3 separate regions of the Zea mays genome follow, and regions 1 and 2 are each linked to region 3. A link is a contact called in public Hi-C data. All regions are on one chromosome and are shown on one strand. Each heading gives the region's core, a stretch centred on a gene start, on an enhancer-like site or on the middle of the called end of the contact. The rest is flanking DNA. Distances are from core to core; before and after follow the strand shown.

What was found. Hi-C and Micro-C count contacts between places; a contact is called where the count stands out from the background.
Region 1: a Hi-C map of leaf mesophyll shows a contact between it and region 3, with 2.7 times the contacts expected there. The contact joins the promoter of LOC103648311 here to the promoter of LOC103648309 in region 3. A contact is called at or near these places in 10 of 25 Hi-C or Micro-C datasets (bundle sheath, ear, leaf and 4 more) and 1 of 3 datasets of contacts at active chromatin or transcription factors (leaf).
Region 2: a contact with region 3 is called in a Hi-C map of bundle sheath, with 3 times the contacts expected there. The contact joins the promoter of LOC103649505 here to the promoter of LOC103648309 in region 3. A contact is called at or near these places in 2 of 25 Hi-C or Micro-C datasets (bundle sheath and leaf).

Annotation. Positions count from the first base shown.
Region 1 is chr2:241,504,238-241,507,648 of Zm-B73-REFERENCE-NAM-5.0, forward strand. It overlaps LOC103648311 (Formin-like protein 18), which reads left to right and starts at 1,937. Exons shown (of 2, transcript XM_008672804.4): 1 at 1,937-3,000; 2 at 3,085-3,411. The coding sequence starts at 2,303.
Region 2 is chr2:241,390,559-241,394,145 of Zm-B73-REFERENCE-NAM-5.0, forward strand. It overlaps LOC103649505, which reads right to left and starts at 1,547. Exons shown (of 5, transcript XR_004856553.1): 1 at 704-1,547; 2 at 498-580. It also overlaps the pseudogene LOC103648313.
Region 3 is chr2:241,644,478-241,647,939 of Zm-B73-REFERENCE-NAM-5.0, forward strand. It overlaps LOC103648309 (L-type lectin-domain containing receptor kinase SIT2), which reads left to right and starts at 1,955. Exons shown (of 1, transcript XM_008672802.2): 1 at 1,955-3,462. The coding sequence starts at 2,512.

The sequences.
Region 1 (3,411 bases), core at 687-3,186, 140 kb before region 3:
TCGCCTCTGTAAACCATCTCTAGGTACTACTTACGTTATAGTGCGTTATAGAGGCGCCTCAAACAGGAGCCGTTTTTTTGTGGGAAAAACATCATGTCTGCAAAAATGTATCTATATTAGCGTTAGTTTATACCTTTTTTAGGATCAATAGGGCTAGTTGGATGAACATGCCAACCTTATAGTTTTACTTCCTAGGCCTATTTCCCCTTATGTCCATATATGTTTGTAACATGAGCGATATTCAAAAGCGAGGACACCATTTCATTAGGTTTTTATGTGTATGGAAAGACTAAAATCATAAGGTTATGCTTTACATGTCGAACAAATGTCATTATACAATGTACGCATGCTATTGATTGAATTTGTGTGTATTAGTAAATCTTGGTTGATCGCCTTTTATCGGTGCAATCTAATGACTCCATTAGTCGTAACATGTGAAACGCCAAAAAACGTTACGTGTTATTATGCTAGCTACATGGACAACCTAGGAACCAACAACGCGCGGTAGGTGGGAGATTTTCCTTTTTAGAACTCGTATCTTCTAGTTTAGAATTCTATAAAAGAATTGAAAAAAAATTAGAGAAAGATCGATCTTCCAGATAATGTGAATTAATTAATAAAAAGATTGCACATTGTGATATGGTTCCAACACAACTTCAATATAATACTCAGGAGAAATGTCCTCATTTGCCAAAATAGAATCTCTAAAGATTGAGTAAATAAATGGACCATATTAATTTTGCATATCTCACAGTGGCCATAATATATATGAGATAGATATCGACTAATAATAATAAAACACTGAGCATCAGTATTCCCACAACCTCTATATAAATAAATAGTTATGTAGTGTACTGATCCATCGAACTATATCCTACTAGCGTAGGTCTACTACTACCCTCCCGTTTGACACTAAGAACCCAAAGAGAGCCATGGATCCCTACAAGGATATCGAATCAATAGACAACGAGCCCTTTGTTTCTCCGTTGCATGAAGCGCTGAGAGGCACTGTAGCAATGCCGCCCTTCGTAGGTTCAACACTGCACAACCAACCTAGTAGTACTACTGTCCACACACCACAAGAACCTACAAATTTCGTCTACCCATACCAAGCGGTTGAACCGACATCGTCGCTGCCATTAGCCTATAACCATACTACGGCCGCTACTAGCGAGAACCCAATCATCTCCGCCGCCGGCCCATTTCATTCCATGCTCTCGGCAAGCAGCTCATCAACAAGCAGCAACCATCAGAACACACTGTTGTTTCCAGAGCCAAATTTCGTGACGACGCCAGTAAGCGACTACCTCAGCTTATCTGATTCCATGAGGATCAGGTCTATGGATCCACCACCACCCATCACACTCTTGCTCCAAGGTAACCCCCTCGCGGTTCTCCATGCGCACTTTAATACCGTCGATGAGGTAGGCGACCTCGGCCCGGTCTTCGAGCGACCTGCGCAGCAGCAGGTGGTGCAGAGAATGCCGCCGCGCACCGCACTGGAGAATAATGGTAGAGGAGGAGGGCGACATGAATACGTGTGCAAGATCTGCTCCACGAGGTTCTTCTCGGCGCAAGCATTCGGCGGCCACATGAGCCACCACAGCAAAGTCAAGGCGAAGGAAGCTAAATTCATATAGCTTAAACCGGTGCGGTGCGGAGAGATTATATGAGGGACTAAAGTGTTGCGGTTGTTTCGGTACCGATTACGAGTGGGTTTTTTTTTTTAATTTCACAAGCCAATAATCTGATGTGCGGTGGCATATGGAACGATTTATCTGTGGTTTTTTGCGGTGATGTGTGGTGCTTCATGTTTTTGGTAATAATACATTATTATGTATCCTGTTCAAATCATGTATTTTAATCTAGTGATTTTATCAGTGGAAGATTGTCTCTTACCAAGTTAGTTCGATTCTCGTTGCATCGATCTGCTTGTCTAGCCACGTACTCCAGCTTTAGTATGTGTAGGACACGACCTCCCCTCCCCTGCAGGCTCACCGGCACCGTGAGCCCACGAACTGCGGCTTCCGTCGCTGAGAGAGTACTCCCTCGCTGCCGTCGCCGCCGTCAAGTGAAATGAGGGAGAAGAACCGGAGAAAGTGGGCACGTGTGCGGGATCCAGGCTGGCCGTGGCCTATGATCCCTCGTCACCACTCCTTCCCTTGGTCCCCACCATCGCGAAACTGAAAACGCACCACACCACCAGCCAGCCAGCCAGCCTTTCCTCTCCCTCTCTGGCCATTGCCTCGCCATCGCGTCGGACGGGACCGAGGAGGAGGCCTGCCGTGCCGTGCCGCGGGCGATGGACCCGTGCCCGTTCGTGCGGGTGCTGGTCGGCAACCTGGCGCTGAAGATGCCAGCATCGGCGTCGCCGGCGACCCCGCGCGCGTCCGGCTCCGGCGTGCACCCGACCGCGGCGCGCTGCCACTGCCGCATCCGCCTCAACAAGATGCCCTACCAGACGGCGTCCGCGCCGCTGCTGCCGGCCACGGAGGACGGCCCGGCGTCGTGCACGGCCGCCTTCGCCGCCGCCTTCCACGTCTCCAAGGCCGACCTGGACCGGGCCGCCGCCAGGCCGGCCGCGGCGCTGCTCCTCGCCGCGCGCCGCCGCCGCACCGCGCGCCTCAAGGTGGCCGTGTACGCCGGCCGCGGCGGGGGCGTGAGCGCGTCCTGCGGCGGCGGCGGCGCCACGTCGGGTAGGCTGCTCGGCAAGGTCGTCCTCCCGCTCGACCTCAGGGCTGCCATGGCCAAGCCCGTCGTATTCCACAGCGGCTGGGTCGCCGTCGGCAGCCGCCGCGGCAAGGCGGCGGCGGCGGCCTCCTCCTCCGCGCGCGCGCAGCTCAGCATCACCGTCCGCGCCGAGCCTGACCCCAGGTTCGTGTTCCAGTTCGACGGCGAGCCCGAGTGCAGCCCGCAGGTGCTCCAGGTGAAGGGCAGCATGAAGCAGCCCATGTTCACGTGCAGGTTCTCCTGCCGCAGCAGCAGCGACCTGCGCTCGCGGTCAGTCAGTATAGCAATCCCCACTGCATGCATCCATTTCTTCATCGATATGATATGATCCTATCCATCCATCCATCCATCTAGGTCCGTGCAGTCTGATCCGGGCGCGCGCAACTGGCTGGCGAAGCTGGGGTCGGAGCGCGAGCGCGCGGGGAAGGAGCGCAAGGGGTGGTCGGTGACGGTGCACGACCTGTCGGGGTCGCCGGTGGCGCTGGCGTCGATGGTGACGCCGTTCGTGGCGTCCCCGGGTACGGACCACGTGAGCCGGTCCAGCCCGGGCGCCTGGCTCATCCTGCGCCCCGCGGACGGGACCTGGGCGCCGTGGGGCCGCCTCGAGTGCTGGCGCGGGCGCGGCGACACCCTCGGCTACCGCTTCGAGCTGGTGCCCGGCCACGCCACGGGGGGCGCCGG
Region 2 (3,587 bases), core at 297-2,796, 250 kb before region 3:
CGGCCTGTGGTGTGGTGTGGGCAGGGCCGGTTGGCTCCGTGCATTGGGGCCTGTATTTAACGTCTGATTGTTCTCTCTCATTACGAAGAAACTAACAAGTTTGTCTGATTCACTGGATGAGAAATTCGTCCTATCCATTTTGAATCCCAATGTACACTTGGTGATTCTTTTGCTTATTAGTTCCGCTACCATTTGTCTAGTTGCTGGCTGCTGCAAATTAAATAACACATAGTAACTGGTAACTGAAACTTTTCTTGGTATTGTTTTATCGGACTGGAGGAAACTTTACATTGGAGTTGTTAGTAACCAGCAGAAGTTGATGCTTTGTGCTCATTGGTATGGGCGGCAATGCTGCTTGTGCCCCTCTTGTTTGTAGTTGTAGCTGCTTGCTATAGCAGCTACTCTCTAGCTTACTGTTATACAAAATGTTTGACGCAAACTGATTGTAAGGCTAAAACTCAACTTAGCTCATGAACTGCCTAAAGTATAAACTCAACTTAGCTCATGAGGAGCGCGAGCATGACCACCTTGCTGAGGCAGCGCGGCTTGCGCTTCGGGTCCGACGACAGGTCCATGACTTCTGCAGTACAGGGACAGCGAGAATTTGAGTGGAAGTTAGGTTTCTGTTTCGTTTTTTATCGGGATTGCAGGAGCTACGGCGCAGCATAATTGCTACGCGTCGCAGCGAGAAGAAGCGGACCACCTGATAAGGACTAAGGAGGCGGAGCAGGATCTGGCGGCGGACCTCTGCGGTGGCTTGCTGCCTCGGGTGGCGGGCAGCATCGGGCGCCGGGCGGCCGGAGACTCCGCCAGCTCCGAGGATTGGATCGGTGCGCCTGCACGGCGGCCGGCCGGGCCAGGTAGAGTAGAAGACGGCGGCGCCCCGCCTCGCCGCTACTGTGCTTGCTGGTGCAGAGGCGCCGTATGGACTGGGAGACAGATCCAAGCCCAGCAGAGATGTCAATGGGGAATTCCCCACCGGGTTATAGCATACCAAACTCATCCCCATCATATTTGATCCATCCTCGTACTCATACTCATATCTATCATGGGTACAAAACTCATCTCATACCTATCCCTATTCGGGTTTCGAGTCCCCAATGGGTCCCCATCCCCAATTAAGGGATAATCGGGTACTAACATCTAGCACAAACTATCCAGATTTCATATATCACCACATCGACAAGCACTCATCTATGAACCATGATCCATTCATCTATCCATCAGAAAAAATCAGTACGTCAGGACCAATATAAGAAATGGAGTCTGCTGGGCTTGATGGCCGACTCGGCCTCAACTCATTCATATAAATAGGACATGTGTATACGTATGAAATATTCATGGGTAATCGGGTTCGGATTATTGCTTACCAAACTCATACCCGTTTACCCAATGAGTGGAGATTCTGTCCCATATCCATACCTATGGAGATAATTTTTGTCTCATACCCGTACCCTAATAGGGGAATTCCCCACGGGTTAGCGGGTATCGGGTCCCCATTGACATCTCTAAGCCAGCACTGCACAGAGTAGAGAGGAAAGCAAGGAGCGGAACTGGATTCGGGAACAAGCAAAGGGAGGTGGGCGTTCCGTGGTGGTCTGGTGGGTGGGGGATCGAGGTTGTTAAATGTTACTTCCTCCGTTTCTTTTTATTTGTCGCTGAATTTTGCAATATTCAGCGACAAATAAAAAGAAACAGAGGGAGTATAAATTAAGAATAAGGCAATATAATTATTAATGGTTAAACACATTTGAAGCATTATTTTCCCTTGGATATAATGATCCTCAGACGAATATTATAAAGGTCATACCTTCATCATTTTTATCATATAAGCATAAATGTAAATAGACAAATGAAAGAATACACAAGTATACGGAGGGATAAAGATAATAATTGTCATATACCAATGATTTATCATTATTATCATCTCTATTGAGCATGAATAAACATTGCCAATAGTTGTATTATAATTGTACTTTCGGCTTGCCAAAAGGTGTAAGAGCGAGAATGACGTGGGAGTGATTACAATCCAGCCTGAACAATACGGTACTACTGTTCATATATTTATAGGCACGGGACACAGCCCAAACAAAATTACATTCATGCCCTTGATATTTACTCGTAATTGTAATATAAATTATCACGGAATAAGTGGTCTTTTTCACCCTTTAAGTTGGTATTGTCCTTGGTCTTTGTTACCATATCAAGCCGAACCTCTCTGGCAATAGCTTCAGCGCTTACTCCTATCACCTTCGGGTTGCTCTTTTACGCCGCGTACACTTTCGCTATTAGAGAAGGTCTTTATCCAGGAGCCACTCCCTATAATAATCCATGTCCAACTGAAAACATATGGTTAGACGTTCTCTAGTGTCTAGTCTAGCTGTGGAATATAATGGAGGAGTACATGTCTTTTGATGAGTTTTGACAACTAGACAAACAATGTTGTTAGATGAAAATATGCACTCATACATATCTCAAACTAAATTAGGATGCATAGTGTTATTCGAAAATATGCCCAAAGCTAAGTGCACATAAGAAATTCGCTTTCAAGAGCACGTCGATCGACTGGCCTAGAGTGTGCTTGGTTCAGCGGTCTACTGCGAAAAAACAAAACCTCCTATGAGCTATCTATTATAAAAAATCTAATGACTTTGAAAAAAAATTAGAAGTTGTTTTGTTCAACCTGTTGTGAAACAATAGATTATATAAGATTTGTTTGTATTGTCTCTAAGATTGTTTATATGCAAATTAACCGCACTACAACGATTTTTGTGGTTGACTGTCATATATTTCATGAATATGGAAATGCATGCTTCACCATTAAAGATGCCACATGCATATTATTATTTTTACATATATTATTCTCCACCATGATCAATATGCATATGTTATTGTTTTGGAAGAGTTCAAACGATCGCCTGTAAGAGGTCTCGAATATATCTATTAGTCTAACTATAAACTAATTAATTCACATAAACATTAGAAAATATCTCTGGTGCTGTGGCTTTGTTGCTTGGTTTGTAACTTTGTATGGTGAGGGTGTTGGTTGAACGGGCCGGAGTAGTGAGAGACTGAGAGGAGGCACGCATCAGATCGCCGAGTGGAGTCATTATTCGTCACAAGGAGCTGCGCCAAACGGAGTTTAACTTTTGCTTTTTGAATGTAGAAACAGAGAATAAATTAAACCAAACGCATCTCTATCTATATACGACATGGAACCCATTGAAAAGCCGCTAGACTGGTGATAACGTGTTGAAAAAATCCCTTAAGGTCCTGTTCGGTTACGACATTCGGATTGAAGAGGGATTTAGGAGATTAAATCTCGGCTTATTCAAATTTAACTAGCAAGAGATTAATTCTCTCTAATGCCCTTTAATCCACCCTTAACCGAACCGACCCATTTACCCTTAACCTAACCAGCACCAAATGGGCCGGGAAAGCGTACCATTGCTTACGGCCTGTAAATGAAACTGCCGTTGCAACACATGTTTTGGCGTTTACACCCGTTTAGCCACTGTTTAATGCCACCGTTTAAACTATTTTAAACTGGTTTGACCATTTAGACGTGTTTGGTGTTTAATTTAGTG
Region 3 (3,462 bases), core at 705-3,204:
GGCCGAGCCCGAGCCATGGGGTCGGGCGAGGCGGAAGTCGTTCGGCCGAGGCCAGGGCGGAGTCCGAGCCCTGGGGTCGGACGAGGCGGAGTTCGAGCCCTGGGGTCGGGCGAGGCGGAGTTTCGTCGTCTTCCGGGTCTTAGCCCGAGTCCGAGCCCTGGGGTCGGGCGGAGCGGAGTTCGCCGTCTTCCGGGTCTTAGCCCGAGTCCGAGCCCTGGGGTCGGGCGGAGCGGAGTTCGCCGTCTTCCGGGTCTTAGCCCGAGTCTGAGCCCTGGGGTCGGGCGGAGCGGAGTTCGCCGTCTTCCGGGTCTTAGCCCGAGTCCGAGCCCTGGGGTCGGGCGGAGCGGAGTTCGCCGTGGCGCTTTTGGCAAGGCCTGACTGCCTGTCAGACTCACTCTGTCGAGTGGCACCGCAGTCGGAGTGGCGCAGGCGGCGCTGTCCTTCTGTCAGACTGGTCAGAGGAGCGGTGGAGTGACGGCGGTCACTTCGGCTCTGCCGGGGGCGCGTGTCAGGATAAAGGTGTCAGGCCACCTCTGCGTTAAATGCTCCTGCAATTTGGTCAGTCGGTGTGGCGATTTAGTCAGGGTTGCTTCTGAGCGAAGCCAAGGCCTCGGGCGAGCCGGTGATGCGTCCGCCGTAAAAAGGGGGGCCTCGGGCGAGACGGAAGTCTCTCGAGGTCGGCTGCCCTTGGCCGAGGCTAGGCTTGGGTGAAGCGTGATCGAGTCACTCGTGACTTAATCGTACCCATCAGGCCTTTGCAGCTTTATGCTGATGGGGGTTACCAGCTGAGAATTAGGCGTCTTGAGGGTACCCCTAATTATGGTCCCCGACACATAGCTACACCACCCATTGTACACCTGGACCCTCTCCTTGCATCTATAAAAGGGAGGTTCAGGGCCTTCCTGCGGGAGGGTCGCGCGGAGGGACGAGCAAACGAACAGGCTCACTTTCTCTCTCGCGCGAACGCTTGTAACCCCTACTACGAGCACACCCCCTGGTGCGAGATAATACGAGCCGCGTTTTCCCCTTGTGTTTCGTCTCGAGCCAATCCATCTGGGCAGGGGCACGCAACGACAAATTTACTGGTTGGCTTAAGGACCCCCGGGTCCGAAACGCCGACAAAATAGTACTGGAATTTGATAACTAAAACTGTCTGTAAAAATTAGATGCCACCATAGGAGTTGTTTTTTACCCGTGGGTTGACCTAAATAAACCACCCAAAAAATAAAAAAAAAAGTAGCAGTCCGTCATGGAAAAAAAAGCATTTTCAATCTCATCAGGATGGCTCGTCCCAAACGAAACCGACAGCACGCAGGACGGCGGCGTCAACGGGGCAACCTTCAATAATCCTTATTACTACGTGAGAGCCAATTAAGCAACTAAGCACGCCATCTCGACGGCATCGATCTCCAGAAGATCGCGGCAGCTAGCGTATACATCTGCTAGCTCTATAGCGGCTCCTACACTGCAGAGCTGGAGGATAGAAAGAGACGAAGGCCATGTCGCTGTCAGGTCCAAATATACAAAGGCGTATCTACGTCGACGCAAAAGGGACCTCGCAACCAGTCACGCACGTCCGATCGAGCTTCGAGAGAGAGAGTTTCTTTGTATATTTTATTGTACGTACCAACTCGCGGTACAGGTCATGAAATTTCTGTGTAGCTACGCGTCTATAGTCTAGGTTAGTCTTGTGAAAACTACCGCGAGGCAAGAATACTCCCTAGATCACGCTACTGTGCTCCTTCCGTTTTTTTTATTTGTGGTATTGCCATTCTTTTTTATTTATCGTGTTTTGGTAAAAAATAAATCGAGAAGGGAGCCACTAGTTCAAAGAAAATATTCTTACATGAATTACGAAGACAAGATCACTATAAGTACCTCCAAACTATAATATGTTGACTGACACGAAAAATTTCATGCAATACAATTTATCGTATTTTGGCGGGATGTATTCAAGCGTTGTCATTTCCGACACACTTCTTTCTTTCTTTCTATAAACCCTTTTTTATTCCACCTTACCAATGCGAGTATTTATAACTCTAGCTCGTACCGGCAACTTGGAATAATAGAGCTTGAACTCGGAGAGCCAGTCAAGCTCTAGGGATATGCAATTGCAATGGCGAAAACATCCAAAACCAGCACGGCAGCAGGGCAGAAGAACAAAAGGACAAGCCTTGTCCTGTCCTGTGTAACCACCACGTTATGCTCCGGAGATCAAACTCAGATGACGCCCGCCACGCACATGTGCAGCACGAGACCGGTCACTGACGACTCCGGCCGGCCGGCGTCCACCGCTAGCTAGCTAGTCTTTGGTCGTCTGCTCGTCGCTTACAAGTTGCCTGCCGCTGCTGTAGCTGTAGCCGCCGGCCAGTCGCTGTTGTAGGTAATTCGTCAACGAAGAACGGAGTAAATAAGGCAGACTACTAGCAAACCACACCACAGTCATTAAAAGAACCGAGTATCAATCTCGATCTCGCTCGTAGTCCACAGACCCTGGCTCCTGGATCAGCGATGCCCTCCTTCCTCGTAGTAGCCTTCTTCGTCCTCCTCTGCCTCGGCCTCAACAACCTTCCGGCGCTCGGTGACGCCGGCGGCGGCAACGAGTACTCCTTCGTCTACTCTGGCTTCGGCGGCGCGACCGGTGCCAGCCTCGTCCTTGACGGCACGGCCACGGTCACCCGGGAAGGCGTCCTCAAGCTGACGAACGACGAGCAGGCCAACCTGAAAGGCCACGCGTTCCACCCGACTCCAGTCCAGTTCAGGGACTCCTCCTCCTCCTCCTCGCCCAATAATGGCACGGCGGCGGTGCGGTCCTTCTCCGCCACCTTCGTCTTCGCCATCATCTCCGCCTCCACCTACTGGAGCAGCGACGGCATGGCCTTCGTCGTCTCCCCGGGGAAGGACCTCTCGGGCGCGTCGTCCGCGCAGTACCTGGGCTTGCTCAACAGCACGAGCGACGGCCCCGGCGCCGCCGCCAGCAACCACGTGCTCGCCGTGGAGCTCGACACGGTGATGAACGTGGAGTTCCAGGACATCGACAACAACCACGTCGGCGTCGACGTCAACACCCTCTCCTCCGTCCACTCTCGCGCCGCTGCCTTCTACGACGACGACACGGAAGGAGGAGGAGGAGGTGCGTGGAAGAACTTGACGCTCAGCAGCGGCGACGCCATGCAGGTCTGGATAGACTACGACGGGGAGGCCAAGCAGCTCAACGTGACGCTGGCTCCCATCGCCACGAGAGGGGTGAAGCCATCGCGGCCGCTGCTCTCCAACGTCACCGACCTCTCCGCCGTGCTCGCTGCCCAAGCGTCGTACGTCGGCTTCTCCGCCGCGACGGGGCCCATCCCTTCCCAGCACTGCGTGCTCGCCTGGAGCTTCGCGGTGGACGGCCCGGCTCCGCCCATCGACTTCAGCAAGGTCCCGAAGCTGCCCGACGACACCGCCGGCCGCCGCGAGGCT